Regions from separate parts of the Mus musculus genome. Here region 1 is linked to region 2. Evidence: chromatin contacts called from public HiChIP or PLAC-seq data. All regions are on one chromosome and are shown on one strand. Each heading gives the region's core, a stretch centred on a gene start, on an enhancer-like site or on the middle of the called end of the contact. The rest is flanking DNA. Distances are from core to core; before and after follow the strand shown. Region 1 holds the start of Vwa3b (von Willebrand factor A domain containing 3B). Region 2 has its middle 44 kb from the start of Vwa3b.

Region 1 (6,720 bases), core at 782-3,281, 42 kb before region 2:
ATTTGTGTCTGTATGTCTGTCTTTTTGCCATATGTGTGCAGCATCCCTTGGACTCTCTGGAGTTGGAATTACAAACAGAGAACCAAAATTGGGCCCTCTGGAAGCACAGCTACTCTTTTTAACCTTGAGTGTCTCCCCAGCCACCAAAGCCTACTTTTTGCTTTGAGGCTTCATCCTTGTAGCCTCAGACCCAGGTCTGTCCTCTCTAGACTAAGCAGAAGTTTGGTTGCTACCAGGACAAACTACATGAATGCCCCCGCCACATTACTGTATAACAGGCACTACCTATACTATTGAGATGGATTAAATCAGCCACTCATAGCAGCTGAGAAAATCCTGATTGTTCTCAAACAAGGCAAAGATCGGGTCCTAGAAAAGTTATGATCAGGAAGTAGCTATCCTTTTAAACACAAGACACATTGTTTTCTGGGTGTGGCTATGCTATCTATTTTCTGTGGTTACTTGGGAGTTTCCTCTGAGGCAGAGAGGATACATACTGGCAAGGTCTGCTTTATAGTGTGCAATAATGTTACCAGTGGTAAGGTTTTTGTTTTGGTTTGGGTTTTGGTATTTTGAGACAGAGTCTGACTACATAGCTCAGACCAGGCTTGACCTTGTGGCATTCTTTGCTGCAGCCTCCTGAGTGCTGGGATTACAAGTATATATACCACCACCTCTGGTTGTCCGCAGTCCTAAAAACTTGGAGTTGTCCATCGAGCCATTGAGTGCCAGGGACAGGCAAAGCTCCCAGGACAGCAGGAAGATTAAGATGGATAAGACCTTTCATCCCAACACTTAGGAAACTGAGGCAGGAGGACTGGGATCACGCTAAGAGCCCTTCTTTGTCGGCTGCTATGCACCTGCCCATAGTGAGAAGCCAAGAACAATCCAGTCACTGTTCTTACAAGCCCTGGACCAGAGTCTAACTTAGACTCTATTAATTCAATTTGGATCCTTGGTAAACGTATGATCAACACCTCCAATCTTCATCCTTGCTAGTTTCTAAAAAAAGAAATCTGTGCATGGGGGAGGGAGGGAGGGAGTAGTATGGAGGGGTAGGAGATGGGGAGGTATGTTGTGGGAGTTCTGAACTCTGATTCTTCTGGGAAGAAAGGAAGCTGGGATGAAGTTCCCTGATGTATCCTGTTACAATTCTTAACAGTCTTATTCTTTCTATCCTTAAAAGGCAAAGCTAGGCTAAGAGCATCGCCTCAGATAAACGTGGGCAGGGTTAAGGGATTGAAATGGTCTGTGGGACACACTGTTGAGAACAGGACCAAGAATTGAAAACTGGGCTCGTGGGGTGGGGGTGGGGCTGTTAGGTCATCGCCGAGAAGAAAAGAAATGGAGAACTTCTGAGAAGATTAGAAGAACAACTACATGAGGTTAAAAGTCCATATTAGAAAGTGAAAGTGATGTGAATGCCCCCAAAAACCAAGAGGCAAGCAGAGGCTTTCTCCAGACTCAAACCTTTCACTCAAGAAGATCGCTTTGAGTTTGGATTGTTAAGTTTTGATCATTGCTTCTCAGAAATGAGTTTCTAATATACTGATCAGTATGCTATGTCCTCTGACTAACTTTGGCCTCTGGATAGACAAGCATTAGGGAGCTGAGCTTCTGCAAAGAGTGGGGGTGGGGGGAGAGCCCTGGGTAAGAAGGGCTCGCACACGTCTGCGACTTTGACTCTGAAATCCAGCTCTCAAGTGGGTGCGGCCTGGCCACTGCCCTTTCCCAGCAGAAGCGAGGTCCAGCTCGGAAATTACAAACTTGTTTTTTCCCTCACACAACCAGTTGGAAACCTGGAAGATCTGGTCTAGAAGGATGGTATCCCCCACTTAGTAAGTAATCTGTCAGTTGCGAGGCCAGGCGGCTTGCGTGCGTCAGCGACCCTCCCACCCTCCAGGGCCTCACTAACCAGAGCAGGAGGTGGGCGCGGCCAGCATCCCACTGCTGGACAAGGCTGTGACTCCCCCTGATGCTGGCGAAGGGTCCCCGCCTCGGGCACAGAGTTGCGGGAGTCCAGTTTCTGTTGACAACCACATCGCTGCAGTTGCTAAGACACCGCCAATCACAGCGTGGCTCGGGATCCGGCCCCGCCCACCAATGAGCCCCTCAGAGGGAGTAAAGAGATGATGGGGACTGCGAAGAAACTGGATGTTGGTGTTGCAAAACCAATTTGGTCCACCCGGAAAGAGAGCAGCCTAAGGCTCGTCCTCTGCGCCTGACCCTGGGAAAGTTGACAGCGGCAAATATTAGAGATTAGGTTAACAAATATTCAGATGGGCAGAAAAGCAGACGACTGCCCGCTGAAGGAAGCCTGTTCTCTCGATTTACTTCCGGCAGATTACCGCAGCCCGCGCCTTTTGTTTTGATTTCTCCCTCGGTATTATAAAGAGATCCTTTCTTCATTGCGTCTTTAAGGGAAGGAAACCTAGAGTTGGAGCGGTTCGTTACAGGTGCTCAGCTAGAAGGGGTGGTCAGATGAGCGTTCACAGTTTTGCCAGATTGTAACTTTGGACACAAGAGCTGCCAGGATCAAAAAAAAAAAAAAAAAAAAAAAAAAAAAAAGATTGTGAATAAAACCTCCTGGAGAGGAGGGGGGAGGGAAGCTGTGTCCGCAGAGACTGATTTTGACTGATTAGAATTTCAGTTCTGCAGAGAGGTTAGAATGTTGCTGTTCTGAAGGCTAATTGCCTTATCTTGGGCCAGTTCTAACCCCTCTTGGAGAGCCATTCCTTGCCCACTTCTGTGACCAAACTAACCTCTTGTGACTAAAAGATAGACGGACAACTAGCCTCCACCAATCCAAAGGCTAAGAATGTCCCACAGCATCTTGAAAAGCTTTCCCCACTCTCACCGTGCCTGCTTCTCTGGTGTGCCCTCCAAGGTACTTTAAATTTATCATGATTTGTGACTTTCTTTGTTCTATGAAAAGTTCATGAAACTGCTTCCACGTTGGAACATGGAGTTTGGGGTAAACTAAATCTGTGTTGTACAGGGCCACAGCTATTCAAAATGGCTCCAGAACAGGCTTGCTTATACCCTCTAAGCTGAGAGCTGTGGTTTTTGCAAATCTACAGGTAGTACTCCTATAGGGATTCGGTACTGCACTCTACCTAATGCTTATTTAGTCTTGCCTTACAAGCATACAGATGGCTCAAAATGCAAACCTGCCATTCTTCAAGCAATCACACTCACACAAAAATGTGCTTATGAAAATCTATAAGTAAAAGATTCTATAAGGGCTGGAGAGATGGCTCAGAGGTTGAGAGCACTGATTATTTTTTCAAAGGTCCCGAGTTCGATTTCCAGCACCCACATGGTGGCTAACATCTATAATGAGATCTGATGCCCTCTTCTGAAGTGCAGGCAGAACACTGTGTACATAATAAATAAATAAATAAATAAATAAATCTTTTTTTTAAAAGAGTCTAGAGTAAGCCACATGAAGCAAACCAATAAGCAGCATCCTTCCGTGGCCTCTGCATCAGCTCCTGCCTTTGCATCGGCTCCTGCCTCCAGCTTCCAGACCTGCTTGAGTTCCTGTCCTGACTTCCTCCAGTGATGTAGTATGATCTGGAAGTGTAAGCCAAATAACCCTCCCCTCCCCCCCAAAAAAAGATTCTATAAGCCAAGTTTTGCCTTAATGTTTGAATATTAAATTGTGTTTTATATTTTTAAATTGAAGAGCTGGCCTTGAGTTTTTGTAAACATATATACATGTTTGTGTGTGTGTGTGTGTGTGTCTGCACATGTGTGTGGTGGGTGGAAGTCAGAGAAATCTTGTGGGAACTGACTCTCTTATTCTACCACATGGTTTCCAGGGAGTAGGATAGGGGGTGTTGAACTCAGGTTGTCAAGTTTGATAGCACCTTTACCTGTCAAGCCACACCAATGGCTCCATTTCTTTTGTTTTCTCATAGTGTTTGAGTCAAAGATCTAATTTAAAAAAAAATAACTAACATTAGAAACAATTCTCTCTTCAACAGAGAAGTCTACTGTATCCTCAGGGATTAATTTTTCTTCATTCCTTTGTTGCCTTAGTGATTTTTAAAAGTACTGAAGGTTCGATCCTTAATCATAAATCATTCTGTAGAGTTGTTTGAATGCACAGCTTTGGCGATACAGAGAGCAGCTTCGATTCACACCACCAACGTTAAAATTCCAAAGCCAAACAACTTAAACCAGCCACACTTACCAAAACCACAATCATCCTGCTGCCCACACCCTGCCAAACCAATATTCCTGGGCCATGCTGGTGACAAAGGACAGAGAGTCCACTGTACTCTCTCAGCACTCTCACTAAGCACTCTGACTTTACCTCCACCCACGCTCGCTCTCCTTCCTGGGACATTTGCCACAGTCACTGTGGTCAACCGGGGCCCCTTAGATTAACATGACTATAACACACATGCTAATCAAAACAACAACAACATTAGAGGGCCAGAGAGGTGGCTCAGCAGTTAAGAGCACTTGCTCTTCCAGAGGTCCTGAGTTCAATTCCCAACAACCACATGGTGGTCACAACCATCTATAATGAAATCTGATGCTCTCTTCTGGTGTGTCTGAAGACAGCTACAGTGTGCTCATATACATAAAATAAATAGATAAATCTCTGAAAAAAAAAACCCTTTAGAAATCATTCAAATTATAGACAGCCAAAGGTGTAACTGTTCAAGACTATTTTAAGGTACTTACTGAGTTGAGGGCTATACTCTGGCTTGCTGCAGATGGGCCATGTCACTTTTGTTTACTGGGACAAGATATTCCTTCAACAGCATTGCTCTGACCTTTGACAGATGTATTCAACTCACATTTTGACAAATAACTGGTGGCCTGCTTTCAACCGGCCATTGGCCTCTGTCATAATATTCCTATCCTGAAATAATGCGGTGCCTAACCTGTGGAGTGTACATTCGAAGTCCAGATTCCTCTTTCAGGTCGTCCTTTTTACCTGCTGCCTCCAATCCCAGTCCTCTAAGAGAGACTGGCCCTTAGAGATCCCCACCTCTAAATAAAGATGCCTTAATCAGGCAGCCCTCTTAATAGAGATTGGCACAGTTTTGGGGATAACAACCCCTTGGGCCCTGTAGAAAAGTCTTCTCATGGAAGCCCAGTCTCAGAGCATGACCTGTACTCTTGGCTACTGCCTTCTGACTGTGACAACCCTGGCATTGTTATTTGACCTTTGAGCTGTTTACTTTTCAGGGTGAATGGCTCGCCTTGTTCTTTATAGGAGCCTGTCCCTGACATTGGTTGGACTTACAAATATAATTAGAGTCCTTGGGAGGGAGGGGAGAATGATGAATGAGATGGTGGGAGGCAACTCAGTTTCCCAAACCTAGCAAAAAAGAGAAAAAAAATTAATTAGAAGGGATTCTGAGGATGTGTGAGGAAGACCAGGAATCAAAATTAGAAGGGCTGCTCTGGAAAGGAAGCAGGCTTTGGAGACACAAAGCAGCTCCATGGAGGAGCAATCCTTGCTGAACTAGAACTCTTGGTACAGGTGCTTTGATGATCAGAGATAACCTTGAGAAAGATGGCAGAGGTGCAAGAAGGTGGCGTCCAGACATTTGTGTGTACCTGCTTCTCCATTTCAGAGGGGATTCCAGTCCCAGTGAACCCACTGTCATTAAGTTGAACATATCATAGTTGGAAGTACATCTCATCTACCAAGCTAAGGAGAAAACTTAGTCTACACAGCTAGGGTGTTAGATTTCTTTTATGGTGGTGGGGCTGGCAGTGAGTTGCTGCTCTCCATGTCTGTTGCTACACCTGTAGGAAAACCTGGGAAAAGGTCCAAATTCCCTATCCAAAGTGCAGCTCCTATTAAATGCACTTGACTTTTGCTAAGGCAGTTTAAAAAAATCAAACATCAAGCCATCCTGAGTCAGGGAACACCTGTGCTGTGACCGTGAGTTCAGCATTCATTATTTGGGAAGAGAATGGGTTCCTGGCTCTAGCTGGCTCCTCTCACAAGCAGAGCTCACAGGCACACACCATCCACACTCTTGACAGTTACAATGTTCCCTTCTACTTGAAGGAACTAGCGTTATGAATGGTAACACACACAACTATGGATGACGGCAAGAGACAATACGGCCCGTTCTTATATTAGGAACCTCTAACCCTAGTGCAAGATGACCTGGCTACCCTATGAAGGCACAGGATGTGAGCAAAAGGCTAGAGCCTCTCTGACTTCTGTGTTCAAGTTCCCCTGTATATCCCTTTCTGAGCTGGAACTGTGCTTAAGTGGGAGTAGGAGAGAGAAACCCTGCCTCCGGCCACTCTAGGTTTGATTAGATTATAACTATTTATAGGAAGAGACTGTCTAAGATGAGTAAAAAGAAGCCTTGTTTACTAATCTGTTCTTCTGAAATGGTCCCCCACCCCCAGCCAGTCATGTGACTTGTTCCCTTAGCACAATCAGGCCTTGACAAAAGTCACACAGATGCATCCCACAACATTCGGTCCCCGCGCTTTGCTCAGCTTCCCTGCGTGTTATGTCATCGGTAGTATCTGAATGTTGATAACGTTGCTCATTATCTGTCTTTCTGCTCTAGGACCTGAAGCCCCTGTGTAGCAGAGTTCTCTGTTTTGCTCACTATACAATTGCAGAGCCTAGAGGAGCCTAAATCAGGTTGTTTCTGTGTCTCTGTGTCTGTGTCTGTGTCTGTGTCTGTGTCTGTGTCTGTGTCTGTGTCTGTGTCTGTGTCTGTG
Region 2 (6,325 bases), core at 91-2,590:
CCCCTACTCCCCACCCCTACCCATTGGTTCAGGGTCATAACCACTCTGGACTCTCCCAGACGTGACTGTCTCTGGCTTTGCTCTCCTGGCAATCCCACCCACATCTATAATAAACTTCTCCTCCACCATGCGTAGGAACAGTCATGTCCTTCCCTTTTTATTTCTTTTCTTCACTCACGGATGACTGTAAGAGACCACGGGGTGCTGTTTTCCTCCCTAGCTGGGCTATTTGGTATTTGATTCCCACTATGGTTTGACTTCTCGATGGTGACAAAGGTGGCTTAAAGGACCGAATGAGTTAAGTCTCTGGGGAGTGTGATTGCTCTCTTGGGACTCAATTAGTCACAGTGAGAGTGGCTTGTTACCCAGTGACTTTGCCTTGCTCCTCTGGCCCTCTTGCGTGTTTGCCATGCGATCTCTCCCACAAGCATCTTCCTCTTCTACATGCTGCACTCAGCCCTCTGGCATGAGCTTTTTCTATGTAAGGGGAGACCAGCCAGTGTGGCTGTGACTTAGAGAGTGGACAAACAGATGGACTAAGCAATACTGGAGTTTAAGCCCTGAAGCTGTGTGTGGACTAACCCTCTTTATTTCAGGTGTTTTGTTATAACGACACAAATAAAGACATTGTTTTCACTTATTTTGAAAAAGTCAGCCCCTGCAAAACTTGATGCTTCTCTTTGTTTCCTTTCCAGTTAGTTACAAGGACAAGAAGCCATTTAGAGGAGAAAGGTTCATTTGGTTTACAATTCCAGATCACGGTCCATCACAACAGGAAAGCCAAAGCAGCTGACACAATTAACCACATCCAAGTCAAGACAGAGACTAAATGCAAGAATTCTTCCCCTCAAAGGGTTCTCTCCTCTTTATTCAGTCTAAGGCCCAGTCCTGGAAATGGTTCTTGTGGTTCTTTCGTACCTCAGTTACCTCAATTAAGAAAATTCCTCACAGACATGTCCATAAGCCAAGCTAATCTAGACAGTCCCCCCCTGTGAGTCCCTCTCAGAAGACCCCCGACTGTGTCAAGGCAACATGTAAAGCTATCTCTCTACTCCACCATAGCTCTCCAGCCTGCTGTAGCCCAGCCAAAATGGCCTTATAGTGGTTTTTGTTTGTTTACATTTTTGCCTTGTGGAGGCATATGAAATGTATGACCTTTTTCAGCCACCAGGCAGAGGAACAGGCTGTGTTGTGTCATCATGGCCTCCACATAGGCCAGCTTTGCCATCCGCAGAGACAGCATCTGATAATCCTCACTTTAATTGCAGTGCGAGCATTGGTAGCACCAGAAAAGTCCGGACTCTCCGCCCACATTCAGTTCCCTACTTAGGACTTAACAAGCAGCCACCAGAAAGTGAAGCTCCCAGGGTATGCAAAGCATTTCTGGGCACTTCTGGTTTTGAAACTGTGATTTGAAGAGGGCGGTTTCCCTTTTATCTGAGAAATCACCCCAAAGCAAGAAGGAGACTGAGAACAGGAACAGGACTCTGTCTTCAAAGAAATGAAAAGTTATCTGTAACCCCAAATCGAAACAGAAGAGGAAGGGCATCCCTTGGGGAATAAAAGTCAGGGCAGCCTCTGGAGAAACAAGAGAGAGTGGCCAGGCTCCAGACATGATCAGCAAGGACAAAAGAAGGAGAATTCCTCACAACAAAGACACACTCTGAGTTACAAAACCAAGGAGTCCATTGCGAACGGAAGAACGGAAGAACGAGCAAGCTCAAGATTCCCGAGTCCTAACAATAGGAAAGGCGGGGCTGAGAGAAAAAGGGCCCAGACAACGTCGGTCTTCACAGTGACATGAAGGCAAGATGTGGGGGAGCCAGCCTGGCCTCTGTGAAACCCTGTCTCAACAGGGTTGGTCCTCAGCACCCACATGACAGCTCACAACCTCCTGTAACTCTGTCTTCAGAGGGTCCTATGCCCTCTTTGGGCCTTTGCCACTGTACACACATACACGGTGCAGACATACAGGATCAAAATACCCATACACATCAAATAAAAATAACTTAAAAAGAAGAGGAGGAAAACGACACATTAGTCAGTTGTCAATCCTGGCACTACAGGGTAATATCAGGATCCAGTGAGTGAGAAAACAGCTCCTACATCCTCCCCCCAACTGAAGAGAGAAGAGGGGAGTTGTTTGTTATGCATGTTGAGGCGTATGTATCTATTCATAAGAAAAGGCTAAGACGTCAGGACTTCGAGAATGTTCCAGGCGGAGGAATCACATACAAAAGTGATAGATTATTTCTCCATCAGCAGAATGAGCCAATTCAAGCCAGATCAGATTATATTAAAGGCAGGTTTATTGGGAAGCTGCTTTCAGACGAGTTCACTGGCCCCAAAGACAAGGGCTAGGAAGTAACGGGGGGGGGGGGGGGGGCGGGAAAGAGAGAGAGGAAGACCAAAATGTCTGGCTTATATAGGGAAGAGCCTGGGGGGATTGAGGGGGACTGGAAAGTTCAGGGTTGGAGTCAAGGTGTGCCAGGTAAGGACTGTGGGATGCTGGGAGAACCTGGAGGCCAGGTCAGCTTTGATATGTAAAACATGTGCTTCCGTCCCTTGGGGGGTCGGGGGTCTGAAACCAAACAAAAAGGATCTGGGCGGAAGAATCAGGTCTATCAATCGCTTTGCTGAGGAGCACTCACTTTCAACTTGACACACAAATGACTTTCTTTGTTTCAGGGTTAAATCTCATTAGCATTGCCACAATAGGGCTATGCTAAGGAGACTTAGTAACAATCACTAGAGCCTCTCCGGTGTATTGCCTAGTGGTGCACAGCAGGACTGTGCAAGCCCGGAGGATCCTGTAACAGGAAGAGACTGAGGGATGCTGGGTCTTTATCTGTGTTGTTTGTTTCTAGCGTTCTATTGGAAGCTGCTCATTCGGTGCTAGAAATGTAGAGAGTGGCGCCAAGAAGCTGAACGGTTACCTTTAGTTCATTCAACGGCAGCATGTGCTAGCAGTTCTGGAACCTTCCTTAGATAGGCTAACTGCCTGTTTGCTGCGGTGGCTTTCTCAAAGTTCCTCCTATCTGCCACCATGAATGTTGTTGAATAATCCCCAGGACAAAGTTCCGAATTAGATGCCAGTGAGCATAAAGAGTGAAGGTGGCCAGGGCCCTGCCACCAAGGAGTCCTCAGCCTAGAGAGGACTGACAGGAAGCCACAGGGCCACATGGTGAGTCCAGGATCCTGTGACTTCTCGGACTCAGCTTCTCAAAGGCAGAAGTAAAGTTTGAGGGATGATGATGGAGGGCCACTTGGAGGAGATGTCACAGAGACACTGAGGCTCTGAAACTTACAGCCCCCCCCCATGCTGCTATGTAATTAACCCACCAAACCATGACAAAGAATTAGCACTTATTTAATTTGGCCTGTACTTCATTTTATTCCTCAAAGATCTGAGAAAGTTTACAAGAACATGCAGCAGGATAGGAATGAAGCGTGATAGGATAAAGATGGTGTCGAGAACCTAAAGAGACCTTGGGACATTTTTTTATCTTCCTGAGCCGTCACACACAGTGAGAGGGAAGAGCCCCTGCCTCTTGTGAGGAGGGACTCAGAGCACCAGAAGCAGCAGCAGTGGGGAACTGGGCAAAATTGGTTAGCTTTGACGATGTCTCTATGCTATGGCCCTGTCTCACCTGGAACTCAGAATCCTCTTGCTTCTGCCTGCTGGGTCCTGGGATTACAGATGCAAGCCACTATGCCCAGGCCAGGAGATCTTCTTGAATGAAAAAAAAAGAAAGGAAGGAAGGAAGGAAGGAAGGAAGGAAGGAAGAGAAGGGAAGGGATGAGAAGGAAAGAAGAGAGGAGAGGAGAAAGTTTCTTGGAGATAAAAGGGAGAACACAGCCAGAGTCAGACATCTGGGAGAGTCTGCAGTCATCAGGACCCTGAGCGTGTGAGGAAGGAGGAGGGAGCTGGGCTGAGCAACAGGAGGACCAGGTGCAGCAGCCAGAAAGCCCAAGGTACAAAACGGGGGAGGGTAGCCAAAATTTCTGGATTATAGAGGGAAGGGAAGCCAGACTTTTAGGCTGGAGAGCTCATGGTGGGGGACAGGCTATGCAAGCCAGGAGGATCCCATAATGAGTAAGAGACCGGCGAGCAGGGAGAATGAGGCTGTGGGTCTGCTTTGATATGTTGAATAGGCACCTCAGCTGTTTTTCCGGGTGTGAAACCTAGCGTGTTCATAATGGCATCTTACCAAGCTGTTATTCTAAGACAGAGGCAGCCGAGGAAGGCAAGCACTGCAGTACCCTTCCAGTTCTATAAGCACAGGACATATCACACACACACACCCCAAACCCAGCTGTAGGTAAGTTATGTGCCCCTCCCTGAACATGAGCAGAAGGTATGTTCATTCCCAATACCCGGGTACACTCTGCAGATATTGTCAATTTACAATAGGTTTATTGGCTGGAACCTAATACAACTGGTCCTTATAAAAAGAGACTTCCACATGGTTGGATTCACAAAGAAGAGGCAGAGTGAAGATGGAGGACAGAAGAGACATTTTCACAGATCAAGAAGCACCCCCACTCCTCACTGATAGGTTATTTCTCCACTGCCACCAATGAGACAATTCAAGCCAGATTAGAAGGCAGGTTTATTGGGAAAGCTGCTCTCAGGCACGTGAGTTCATTGGCCCCAAGGAACGAGGTCGCCAAGGGGGGAGGGGTGGGTGTACTTAGTGAGAGGAGAAGAGAGCGAGAAACTAAAATTTCTTAATTATATAGGGAGGAGCCTCTGGGGGAAGGGCAACCCAGCCCCTGGGCTGGAAAGTTCAAGGTTGGGGCAGGGTTTGCCTGGTAGGGACTGAGGAATGCTGGGAGAATCAGGAGGCTAGATCTGCTTTAGTGTGTAAAATTTGTACCTGGGTCCCTTGTTCCCAATGGAAGCCAAACCCCACCCTTCAGAAGTAGCAGGAAGTGGGTCCTTCCCCTATGAATTCCAGGAAGAGAAAGGTCTTCCTTACCCACACCTTGATTCTGGACTCTCAGACTCAAGAACTTTGAGGCCATAGATGACAACTGTTCTCAGCCACCTGGCCTGTGGCGCTTTGATACAGCAGCCCCAGAAACTGATGCTGAGGAAAAATCTCTCAGGACACTTAAATGCAGTGCAGTGTATTTGAACAACTATAAAAAGAGCACAAAACGTGGTGGCACATGCCTTTAATCCCACAGAGATTGGGAGGCAGAGGCAGGTGGATTTCTGAGTTCGAGGCCAGCCTGGTCTACAGAGTGAGCGCCAGGACAGCCAGGGCTACACAGAGAAACCCTGTCTCGAAAAACAAAAAATAAATAAATAAATAAATAAATAAATAAATAATAAAAAGAGCATAGGAAACTATTTTAAAAAAAGCACAAATTGTCGGGCGTGGTGGCACACGCCTTTGATCCCAGCACTCGGGAGGCAGAGGCAGGCAGATTTCTGAGTTCGAGGCCAGCCTGGTCTACAAAGCAAGTTCCAGGACAGCCAGGGCTATACAGAGAAACCCTGTCTCGAAAAATAAAAAAATAAAAAATAAATAAAAAAAAAAAACCAAAACAAATCAAAACAAAAAAAGAGCACAAACAATTACATATTAACTAGAGAGCTAGAGAACACGAGAGGTTCTGAGACTGTCCCCACATGATCTGATGGCATCTGCAGGGAAAAAAGAAGCATGGCACTGTGACAGTTTAATTGGTTAAAGTCACCTGCGATTAGTGGAAGCCCAGCTGACATAGTCAAACTGTGTGGTTGGTTGGTTGGTGGATGGGTGGGGCCAAGAGACCAAGAGACTGGTGCAGCCAAAATGGCTATATTATATAGGGATCCAGCTGGGGGTGGGGGACAAAGAACCCTAGCCCACGTCGGAAAGAGGTTTTCCGTACAGGGGGCAGAGTGAGACATGCTGGGAGGAGTTACAGGTACTGAGGGATGCTGGGAGAGCTGAGAGGAGCCACAGGAACTGAAGGATGCTGGGAGAACTAGGAGGAGGCACAGGAACAGAGTGATGCTGAGACAGCTGGCAAGTGCTGGCTTTGATATGTTAAATAGGCAACTCAATTAGCCATTTGTCCAAAGTTTGAGCTCTACCACTTGGTTGACTGGTTGGTTGGTTGGTTGGTTGGTTGGTTGGTTGGTTGGTTGGTTGGTTTAGGAAAGGAGCTGACAAAAAATTATTCTTCAGAAACGAACTTTATTAGAAGAGAGGGCCTTGCAACCATAGGAATCAGACCTTAAAGTAAGAGAACATTAAAAAAGGAACTGCACATCATATCAGAAGCCACACGACGGGGCCTGGAAAGGAAGGAAAGCCTTCCCCTTAAA

The links. HiChIP or PLAC-seq counts read pairs in DNA pulled down with a chosen protein or histone mark.
Region 1: an H3K27ac HiChIP or PLAC-seq map of embryonic stem cells shows a contact between it and region 2, with 67 read pairs. The contact joins the promoter of Vwa3b here to the enhancer-like site in region 2. A contact is called at or near these places in 8 of 39 promoter capture datasets (embryonic stem cells, hematopoietic stem and progenitor cells, hippocampal neurons and 3 more), 1 of 15 datasets of contacts at CTCF or cohesin (CD8 T cells), 9 of 484 Hi-C or Micro-C datasets (embryonic stem cells, liver and uterus), 8 of 115 datasets of contacts at active chromatin or transcription factors (CD8 T cells, bone marrow-derived macrophages, double positive thymocytes and 2 more) and 4 of 9 other capture datasets (adipose tissue, liver, macrophages and 1 more).

What each region holds. Positions count from the first base shown.
Region 1 is chr1:37,024,624-37,031,343 of GRCm38.p6, reverse strand. Vwa3b (von Willebrand factor A domain containing 3B) reads right to left here and starts at 2,031. Exons shown (of 28, transcript NM_001370828.1): 1 at 1,916-2,031.
Region 2 is chr1:36,982,391-36,988,715 of GRCm38.p6, reverse strand. No RefSeq gene overlaps it. Among named protein-coding and RNA genes, the nearest start is that of Vwa3b, 44 kb to the left of the region's middle. Within about 2 kb of position 1,340, at least 51 of the 459 cell types and tissues checked have an H3K27ac peak or open chromatin away from gene starts, as enhancers often do. A contact at or near this core is called in adipose tissue, embryonic stem cells, macrophages and 1 more, where this site is marked.